Regions from separate parts of the Arabidopsis thaliana genome. Here region 2 is linked to region 1. Evidence: chromatin contacts called from public capture Hi-C data. All regions are on one chromosome and are shown on one strand. Each heading gives the region's core, a stretch centred on a gene start, on an enhancer-like site or on the middle of the called end of the contact. The rest is flanking DNA. Distances are from core to core; before and after follow the strand shown. Region 1 holds the start of emb1345 (Transducin/WD40 repeat-like superfamily protein). Region 2 holds the start of AT2G26210 (Ankyrin repeat family protein).

What was found. Capture Hi-C pulls out chosen DNA fragments and counts their contacts.
Region 2: a contact with region 1 is called in a capture Hi-C map of seedling, with 1.9 times the contacts expected there. The contact joins the promoter of AT2G26210 here to the promoter of emb1345 in region 1. A contact is called at or near these places in 3 of 26 Hi-C or Micro-C datasets (callus, seedling and shoot), 1 of 2 datasets of contacts at active chromatin or transcription factors (shoot) and 1 of 3 other capture datasets (seedling).

The regions. Positions count from the first base shown.
Region 1 is chr2:11,099,440-11,104,721 of TAIR10.1, forward strand. It overlaps emb1345 (Transducin/WD40 repeat-like superfamily protein), which reads left to right and starts at 2,784. Exons shown (of 10, transcript NM_128165.4): 1 at 2,784-3,158; 2 at 3,417-3,563; 3 at 3,852-4,070; 4 at 4,179-4,243; 5 at 4,343-4,408; 6 at 4,519-4,590; 7 at 4,749-4,811; 8 at 5,033-5,102; 9 at 5,282. The coding sequence starts at 2,961.
Region 2 is chr2:11,154,286-11,159,567 of TAIR10.1, forward strand. AT2G26210 (Ankyrin repeat family protein) reads left to right here and starts at 2,833. Exons shown (of 8, transcript NM_179745.3): 1 at 2,833-2,962; 2 at 3,331-3,536; 3 at 3,613-3,698; 4 at 4,029-4,086; 5 at 4,177-4,236; 6 at 4,311-4,361; 7 at 4,445-4,523; 8 at 4,661-5,132. The coding sequence starts at 3,369. The coding sequence ends at 4,731. AT2G26200 (S-adenosyl-L-methionine-dependent methyltransferases superfamily protein) reads left to right here. Exons shown (of 12, transcript NM_179744.3): 7 at 1-82; 8 at 273-344; 9 at 444-494; 10 at 723-785; 11 at 874-1,212; 12 at 1,326-2,344. The coding sequence ends at 2,045. It also overlaps the pseudogene AT2G26220.

The DNA of each region.
Region 1 (5,282 bases), core at 1,534-4,033:
CATTCATCAAGAAATTATGCAATAAACAAATTCATAAGAAAACCAAATAGAAAATAGTTGGATACTTGGATGATTAGAAAATCAAAATTGAACTATACGTATCAAAACGTTTGTTTATTTGTCAATCCTCTTATTAATGAGCTTAGACTCAAATTCCAGACCAACGACGAGTACATAAAGTAAGTAATTGATGGCAAAGATTTCTGAACAGGCCTACTCTCTATACGATAAACATGACGGCCCAATCATCGCCAAGGCCTAAACCTCTCAAACCTTAGAATGAACGAAAATAAATCAAATTTTTTATTTAATATATGAGAACAAAAGGGTATTCAACAAAATTGCAAGAATTTGGGTCCGTTACAAAACTATATTGGTTCATGTAACTGTAGTACTGTATTGGTCACCCGTTAACAATATTATCCCCCAAATTTCAACAGATCAGTGAGATATCAATATGAGAAATCAGAAGAAGAAAAAAAAACACACAACCATAATTAAGATTAACGAAATGGAGAAATATATATACCTTGGCTGAAGACGTTTAGAGGAAAATGAAAACGATGGAGTTTGGTATCAAACAGTGAAGATTGAAATTTTGATTCTGAATGCACGTTTATGTGATTTCTATGGCTTTTTATAAGCTACTACTCTTAGAATATGTCTAATCTCATTTGACCAAAATATCCCTCTCTTTTGTATTCAACGTTTTTCACTTTTCTTAGTAAAGAAAACATCATTGTCTTTCTTAAAAAAATTAGATCATTTTCCTTAGTGCTGCAAGTCAAATTTAACAAGGAAATATAATTCAATAACATTCAAAAAGTAAGGAAATCACAATTTTCTTGTGACTTAACTTTTTAAAGTTTAAAGTAAAAAATCTAATAATAATATTTATCAAGAATAAAAAATCTAAAAATAATAAGAAAACATTTAACATAAACTAGACATATACTTTAGATCTAAAGAAAATATACAAATATCACTTTTGATTACATTTACATGTATTAAGGAAATAGAACCATTAATTTTGCTCTTAACTATTATTTTTAAATATTCACATATAGATTTTGTTTTTCCTTAATTCAGATAATACAGCGCGGACAACAGTCAAAAGTATTAGTAAATAACTTACTAATGACACATAACTTTTGTTTAACTTAAATTTTTAAAATATGATGATATCACTAGTCAAAATTGAGATAATTTACTACTAAATACGCAAAAGAAATTACTTAATTTATAGGGATTTAGTACCTAGTAAGTCATTACTAGTCAAAATAAAGATAATAAATTACTGAAAATCTTTGTTCTAAAACATGGCCATGGAGACCGAGGTCTCTAGACGTCGGAAAGCATGAGATGGTTTGAAGCCGCCGCGATGTAACATAACTTATTATTTTTTGTTTGTTACATGTTAGAAACTCACTTTTCTATATGGATCAACAATATTTGAGTGCAAAAAATCAAAGAATATGAAAATAAATATTACAAAAAATTCGTAGCGACCATAAATTAGGTTTGGAGGATTAGTATTCATAAGAAGAAGATGGATACTAAATGACCAATATACCATTCTTCGAAGATAAATTGAAAAAATTTCAAACTGTTGATTGTTGAATTTGAGATTCGAACCTGTCACCTCTGACATGATATATTAAACAAACCACTACAGCAAACAAAAGTATCTTGAATCTACAGTAAAACCTCTATAAATTAATACACGATAAATTAATAACCTCTACAAATTAATAAATTCTTCCGGTCCCGAGTTGGGATCAGTGTAAAAATTGATACAAATCGATAAATTAATAAGATAATATTTTTTTTGAAAATCCTATGTAAATATATGGTCCCATCAATATTATAAATTAATAATTGTATAAATTATGAATATATATATATATATATATATTTATATTTATGAATATATCATGTAAAACTTAGTAAAATATGACTTTAGTATTGTTTTTCTTTAATTTATATTAATTCTTTGTAAAATTTAATTCTAATAATTTTACTACGTATAAAAAAGTTTTTTTTCTTAAATCTAATAATGGTTTTCTACTTGTAATTGATTTTTAGAAAAATTATTGATTGTATAGAGAAACTACCTTTTAGATCAAATTTTTGTAAAAAATTACAAAATTTGTAAAATATCTCCATAAATTAATAATTATTAATTTATCGATAAATTAATATTTTCTCTAAATTAATAAATTTTCTTGGTCTCGACATTATTAATTTATAGAGGTTTTACTGTATATATTATTATATTTCTAACCTAATCCCAGATTGATGTTTAGCGGTATTTAAAATCAGGCTAAAAACACATATTTTTTACTAGAATATAAAATAGATAATATTGTGCTGATGCTAATCAAAATTAAAAGGTAACAAATTATTAAAGACATATATTTAACTTAATTTAAATGTACATCTGCGGTGCTAGCACTAGTTTATATAATAAGAACAAAAAACCTAATGATTTAATTTGAAAAATAAATTTAAGAATATGACCTTCGAGTTCTAAGAAAATTAGCTTGTTAATATTTTTTTTATTAGAAATGAAAATTTATCTTAGAATAAAAATCTCCTCAATATCTATTTTCAACCTCTTTCAAAGATTTGAAAATATTTTTTTTTTAATATTAGTAAATAAAACTAATTAAATAAAATTAGAAATCAAATTGATTTTACTTAAAAACACTTTAAAGTTTAAACCTCTAATCTAGCTTTTATTTTTGTACCGCCATTAAAAAATAACGAACCCAAACCGAACTCAAACCCAGACCCAAACCCATGCCCATACACAAATCACGAATGCCTAGGCTTACTTGTGACCGAAACCGAATTGAATCATATATAGTTTCAGGTCACCTGTTGCACAATCTCTGCTCAGCCCTAAAAGCTTACTCCTTTCAACTTTCTGGAGGCCTTCTCGTAGCCTAGCGTCATAGATGGATTTGATGGAGAAGAACTTGGAGTTAGTGGAGATTCAGAAACTAGAAGGCCACACCGATCGTGTTTGGAGCGTAGCTTGGAACCCCGTTTCTTCTCACGCCGACGGTGTTTCACCGATTCTTGCTTCTTGCAGTGGCGATAACACTGTTCGAATCTGGGAACAAAGCTCTCTCTCTCGCTCCTGGACTTGCAAGGTCTCTATCTCATTTCTCTTTCTCGCAAGAAAGTTCTAGCCTTTTTTGGACCTAGCAAGTTCAATTCACAAAAATCTATTGATTCTCTAGATCAGTCTTACATTACAATTTGTGGGTTTTGTTTCGATTCACTAAAGAGATTAACTTGACCTTAAACATGGAATCGACTGGTGATTTGGATATGGTGTAGGACTGTTGTGTTAGTTCTTGTGCTATTTCTCTAGAAAGATTTATTGATTGTATATTGTGAATCTTCAGACAGTTTTGGAAGAGACGCATACAAGAACTGTGAGGTCGTGCGCTTGGTCACCCTCAGGACAGTTATTGGCCACTGCAAGTTTTGATGGTACCACTGGCATTTGGAAGAATTACGGTTCTGAGTTTGAGTGTATTTCCACTTTGGAGGTACTTTCTAGCCCAATCCTTGAACCATCCACAAATTGTCAAATTCTTATCCAGAATTAGTTCTTTGAACCTGAAAGCATAACTTTTCACAGCTCCTGTTTGCTCTTTTGACTTTGTTCTTTCTTGATCTTTAATGCTAAGCTCAAACTCTCATGGAGTTTTTCAGTGTTCACTTCATAGTTCATATTTAATTATGCTCAAAGCTTTTGGTGGTTTTCTTGTACTGTCTTTATGCTTTGTATCGCACGTTTTTGGCTAGTAGAATCTTATTAAAAAAAATGTGTGTAGGGACATGAAAACGAAGTCAAAAGTGTATCATGGAATGCATCTGGTTCATGCCTTGCAACATGTAGTAGAGATAAGTCTGTTTGGATTTGGGAAGTGCTTGAAGGGAATGAATATGACTGTGCTGCGGTATTAACTGGGCATACACAAGATGTGAAGATGGTTCAGTGGCATCCCACCATGGATGTTTTATTTTCTTGCAGTTATGATAACACCATCAAGGTAATGCGAATACTCTAATTAGGTTTTAGTAATGCAGAACTTGAAATTTATTACACAAAAAAAAAAAAATTATATAATTGAATAACGCTAGTGGCGTGCTACTCACAGGTTTGGTGGTCTGAAGATGATGATGGTGAGTATCAATGTGTCCAAACCTTAGGTGAATCTAACAAGTATATCTTCTACTTTTTCTTATATGCTTTCGATTTTTTTCTTATTAGGCTCTTACTTTTGAAGTAGTAGATTAATATATGCCTTTCTTCTTCAAACAGCGGTCACTCTTCAACGGTATGGTCCATCTCATTTAACGCTGCAGGGGACAAGATGGTCACTTGTAGGTTAGTGAATCTTCTCTCCTTGTCTCCCATAGGCATTCTAGAAGCAATGTAATCTGTCTCTTGGGATATTGTTCTTACAGTAGCAAGCTTGCCTGAATGTGTATTTGCAGTGATGATCTAACCTTGAAGATATGGGGGACAGATATTGCCAAGATGCAGTCTGGTGAAGAATATGCACCTTGGTGAGAAAATAGTGGGTTATTACATGTAATCGAATTTATTTGTTTCTTACGTTTAGAGCTGGACGTAGTATGTAGCCTACAAGATTATTTGACTTCTTCAAGAATTTTTCTCCGTCCAATTTTGACTAATGTAATCCTTACTTGCTCGGACTTTGCAGGATTCATCTTTGTACTCTCTCTGGCTATCATGACCGTACCATATACTCAGCTCACTGGTCAAGGTATTGACACCTCACATGTTTTCTTTAAAGCATCGTGTAACTCTGCCTAATTTCTAAATCTGCCAGCCTAAAAGGAAAAACTCTTTGTTGTACCTGATATTTACGCTCCCAGTCATCTGTCGAATGCATCCAAATTGGGATTTTTAATGCTCTTTCGTGAGACTGTGCTGAGTTTAAACTCAGTTTTGTTTTGTTTTCTTTTTATTTTAAATTTTTGACAGGGACGACATTATTGCCAGTGGAGCAGGCGATAATGCTATACGGTTGTTTGTGGACAGCAAACATGACTCTGTAAGTTGAATTTGGTTAATATCTTTCCATATATACACGCCTAACTTACATATCTCAATACAAGAAACCAAATGCAGGCAGCAGATTCTATCTCTCCTAGTCTTGCCAATGGTTTACCACTATACAATTAAACTTTTCTGCTTCATCTTTGAACTTAAAGTCATTCTTTTGTGTACCAGG
Region 2 (5,282 bases), core at 1,583-4,082, 55 kb after region 1:
CGTTTGTGCATTTGCTTGTGACTTGACAGGGGATGGTCTTGACAAGCATATTTCTCCATCTTCAGTTGATATTGTGACCATGGTATTTTCCTAACAAATTTATATTATTGTGTTAACTAGGTAGAAGATAATGATCCATCAAATTATCTTAGTAAAAGATTAACACTCCCCTGTAATTGCTCCCTTGGTTTTTCTTTCTTTGAGTATATAACGTTTGAGCCTTTTCTTTTCTCGTCATGGGCTATTTCTCATTTTAAATACTTGTTGAACAGATATTTGTTTTATCTGCGGTATCCCCAGAGAAGATGTCCTCAGTATTGCAGAACATTAGGAAAGTTCTTAAGGTATCAAACACATCCTTTCTCATGTACTTCTGGACATCCATCTTCCTCTGTTAGACTGAATTCCTCTTGTTGAGTTACTTCTTATTATTCTGTTTTCAGCCAAATGGGTGTATCCTCTTCCGTGACTATGCTGTCGGTGATCTTGCTCAGGTTTGATCCACCTTTTATTACTTCAGAAATTCAAAGTTATCGCTACTCGTATGCCCATTTTGATGCACTTGAAACGAAAAAATATTTCTACTACAGTTTCATGCTTAAAAAAAAACATTGTGGTCTGGCTTTCCTTTTAGGAAGAACAACCACTTCTTAAGAGATTTAGTATCCTTTAGAATACGAAGGCGTGGTTACCCCTTATGTGTTTCAGTATTTCATCAACAGGAGAGGTTCTCTGGGAAGGATCAGAGGATCAGCGAGAACTTTTATGTGAGAGGTGATGGCACTGTAAGTTCTTTCTTTCTCCTGCGCTATTTATTTGCAGTACACATTTCTATAATTTTGCAGATCTGTGATGATTTTGTTTTCTATGCAGCGTGCATTCTACTTTTCTAATGAATTCCTAGAAACTTTGTTTTCTGAACAAGGATTTGAAGTTGAGGAGCTTGATGTTTGCTGCAAACAAGTTGAGAATCGTTCACGCGAACTGGTCATGAATCGGCGCTGGGTCCAAGCTACATTTCGTCGAACAAATGGCAACAAAAACCCTTGTGATAGTTTGACTCCTGCCAAATTAGATAAATCTGAACAACAGGATAGCATTCAGTCTAAATCTGAGGAGCAGGAAAGAAAAGAGATTATTGATTACACTGACATTGACATATCTGATGGTCTGGCTATGGAAATGTTTGGAGCCTCCCCATCAAGTCATGAGGTAAGAGACTTCGGTAATCTCATTGTTTTTACATATTTTCTCGAAGAGTATTTTTAATTTAATTCTATGCTTACAAGTCCATATCTGTTTTTCTATTCGATTTGTTGTCATAGATGAGCGTGGTTAAGCTTAGGGATTCTGCTTTTAAAATCAAACTTTTGTCAAAAGAATATCAACATACTTGCAAATCTACGGGGTTGATGCTCTGGGAGTCTGCTCGGCTTATGGCTTCTGTTCTTGACAGGAACCCAAACATTGTTTCTGGAAAACGGGTGTTGGAATTGGGTTGTGGCTGCACAGGAATTTGCTCGATGGTAGCTGCCAGATCAGCTAACCTTGTGGTAGCAACCGATGCAGACACAAAGGCACTTACGCTATTGACAGAGAACATCACAATGAACCTCCAATCTTCTTTACTTGGAAAACTGAAAACAAGCGTACTTGAATGGGGAAACAAAGAGCATATAGAAAGCATTAAGCGTTTGGCTTGTGAGGGATTCGAAGTTATCATGGGGACAGATGTTACCTATGTAGCTGAAGCCATTATACCTTTATTTGAAACCGCAAAAGAGTTGATCTTACGGAAAATGGGAGACGACTTAGAGGTGCAAGAGAAGCCGGCGTTGATTCTATGCCATGTTTTCAGAAGGGTTGATGAACCTTCTCTTCTGTCAGCTGCATCTAAGTTTGGGTTTAAGCTTGCAGACAGATGGGCTGCAAATTCAAAGGAATCTCCTATTGGGAACATCATTGACAGTTGGTTTTCCGAAAAGGATTTGGTCGCAGAAATCCCGAGTTCTGCGTTGCATATTCTCTATTTTCAGATGGAGTAACTATGTGGTAGAGGAGCAAATGTTGATTAACTGGAGAGTTCTTTTATATTAAAAAATCCTCATTGAATCTCAAATCAATGAATGTCCTACATGTATTCTTCTATATTAGCAATGGATTTTTTGGGTATAAAACTATTACATGATGATGACTTGTTGTTACCAGCCTTCCTTATCATCCATTTCCCTCACGATTTTGACATTTTTAATGGCTTTATGAGAGTTGAATCCACATGTTAACTCGGTCCTGCAGAAACACTTTCCCTTTTATGACTTGGATTTTGTTGGCATGTTAGTTTAGTCAGTCTCCCCCTCATCTAATTCCATCACCACTTTCCCTCATTCTTTGCCACACAAAAGTTGTCCAAATGTTCACATTTCCTTCTACATGAGCACCGCCATGGATAGGTGAATTATACATTTACATCTCCTCTTGTGGGTTTAGCTTGAATCATAATGTTTTGGAGAGTTCTTGTGATAGATTCACTTCCACAAAAAACCTTTGCTTCTTCAAAATTACTACATAACTCCATGACATAAAAAAATTACTAAAAACATTATTAATTTTATTTTTATATTTTTTACACATTGACCAAAAAATAACATGTTATGAAAACTGAAATGATAAAAATATGAAGAATAGTATAGGTTTTTTATGGTAAGAGAAGTTTAGTTAGTGAATTTTTTTTTTTTTTTTTTTTGTATTCTCAAAATATAAATAGATTCTTATTTTATTTCTTTTTTCGTGTCCTTAAATATTTATCTGAATTTTTAATTAATAAACGACGATCAAAATAGTTCTCAATCAGTTGGATCATCTTTTTATTCCTAAATAAATAAACTCCAAAAGCATCTCTCTGTTTCTTCTCCTCTCTTCAAGCTTTTTGTTTCGTCTCAGTCGTCGTCATCATCTCTGACAGGTGAATTGAATAATATTCCACTTTCATTATTCCTTCTTCTTCTTTATAGCTTTTCCACATGAATTTTTGTGTTTGTGCTTGTAGATCTAAGGTTTTGTCCAGTTTCCGGAGTAATTGAAATTTGCAGAGAAAGAAAAATCCAATTTTTGTTCATTTTGGAAAAAATCTGAATTAGACTGATTGATAGTACACATTTTTTAGAAATTTTGGAGAAACCCATGTATAGTAAGCTACAAAATGATCAATTATACTCAGATCATTTCAGATATATAATGAGAAATGGTAGATTAATCATTGTTATTTGTTAGGTTGATTCAAATAAACATTAGAAGCTATTTGATGAATCTGTCTATGTCTACTTGTGGCAGCAAGGTTATTCACATAGGCAAAGAAGTCATTCTTTTGCATGCTGTTTTCCAATAAAGTTAATTCTCTAACAGAACAAGTTTCGAGATTGGATATTGACGACAACGATATGGGACTTGGAGGTAGTGAAACAATGGAATGCAAGTGTGGTATGCCTCTGTGTATCTGTGTAGCTCCTCCCAAATCAACTGATAAACCAAACCCACCTGTAAAAACTTCATTTCCTCAAGTTTGTGTTCCTGACAAAATACGTTTCTCGCTTTTGAATATTGCTTTTGGAACAGGCTACCATTGCTCCTGTGGTTCTTCCTCAGTTGAAGTCAGAGGCTTCAGCAAAAAGTAAAGGTTCCACTTCCAGCAGCAATGCTAGGTATGTTATCATTTAGTCGTAGTATCAAGGCAAAAGTTTGTGTCTAGAGTTTACTTCATAAGCTTTACACATGTGAGAAAGTTGTTTGTCTAGGCATTTTCATTTACTTTATTAGGGCAAGGAAGTATCAACATGAAATTTGCTTGCTCTTGCATTTCAGCTGGACCGATCAAATCACTCGTACTTTCTCCTTTTCGTGCAATTGTGTAGAAAATTTGCTTCCCATATTCGTTGTTGTGGCAACTGACAAATGATATTGAAATATCTCTCGTTGCCGTTATATATCTTTTAAGCTGTTTTGATTTGTAAATAAGCTGTTGAAAAACTCAGATCAGCTCTAAATGCTGGACTAGACACCCCCCAAAGAGACTATGAAGCCAGTGGGGAGGTAACTCTTGACATTTCATTACATAAATAAACCATAGTTTACTGTTTCTAACAGAGCATTATTGATTTTATGGAATTTGTTTGTTAAAAGGGATTAAGAGAAGCGATTAAGAATGGTGACAGTGCTGGTGCGAAAAAGCTTCTAAAAGAGGTACTTAATCTCCTAATTAAGAAGCTGCGCTTAATTAAGTGTATAGAGAGAGGTTAAAACTCTAGGAGTTGCAGGGCGTAGATGCAAATTACCGAGACAGGCAAGGAATGTCGGTGCTTCATCTGGTAATCTTCCCACTCCTCATGTGTGATTGATTTGCTTAAGTAATTCGGAAATATACTAATAACATAATCTTATACTTCCACAGGCTGTCCTGTTCAACCAAACTGATATTGCGTTGATGTTGATGGATCATGGAGCAAGCCTTGAGTACAAGAATGCACAAGGTAATTCTCATGCTACGCAAATCTTACCAAATCAATGACCTGCGAAAAACATGTTAAGGAGAACAAGTGTAGTTAGTTACATAGGAACTTCTCTGGTTTCGTTCGCCTAAAGTATATAAACTGTTATGCGTCACCAGGAGAAACACCGCTAGATTGTGCCCCGGCAACACTGCAATACAAGATGCGGGAAAAGATGAAGTCCACTTAACAGCATGCCTCAGACAGAGCTACAAATCATTCCTCAAATCTTTTTCAGATAAGGGAAAGATTTGTAATGGAAAAAATCAAGGGATCATGAATTTGCTTGTAACTTTAGTTGCATTCTGTGTGCAATTTTCCATGTTATGTGATCTTTGAACCATGTCTTCTTCCGCTATGACATAAAAACTCCCTTTTGTTTTTATGTCATCAAAATGTGACAATGCAGAAACAAATACCAGCATTGTTATCATACGAATTCATTTATCTTACAAACTTTGTTTTCAAAGTTGTCTTCGGCGAGAAAACTATATAGTCCGTCGAGTATAATGAAAACAGTCTTCGACTCTTCGTTATAGGTTGCCACATTTTGACAATGGAAGATATGTGTGGGTGGCTCATATTGGGCCTCGAATTCTCTGAAAGCCCAAATTGAGGGACATGTGACACGTCACAGGTCAATGGTGTTAGAAAATCAGTGTCAAACCCTATCTATCTATCTCTTGAAATCTTCCCTTCTAGTAGCTAGTTTTAGCATCATCACTCAATAAAAACAAATGA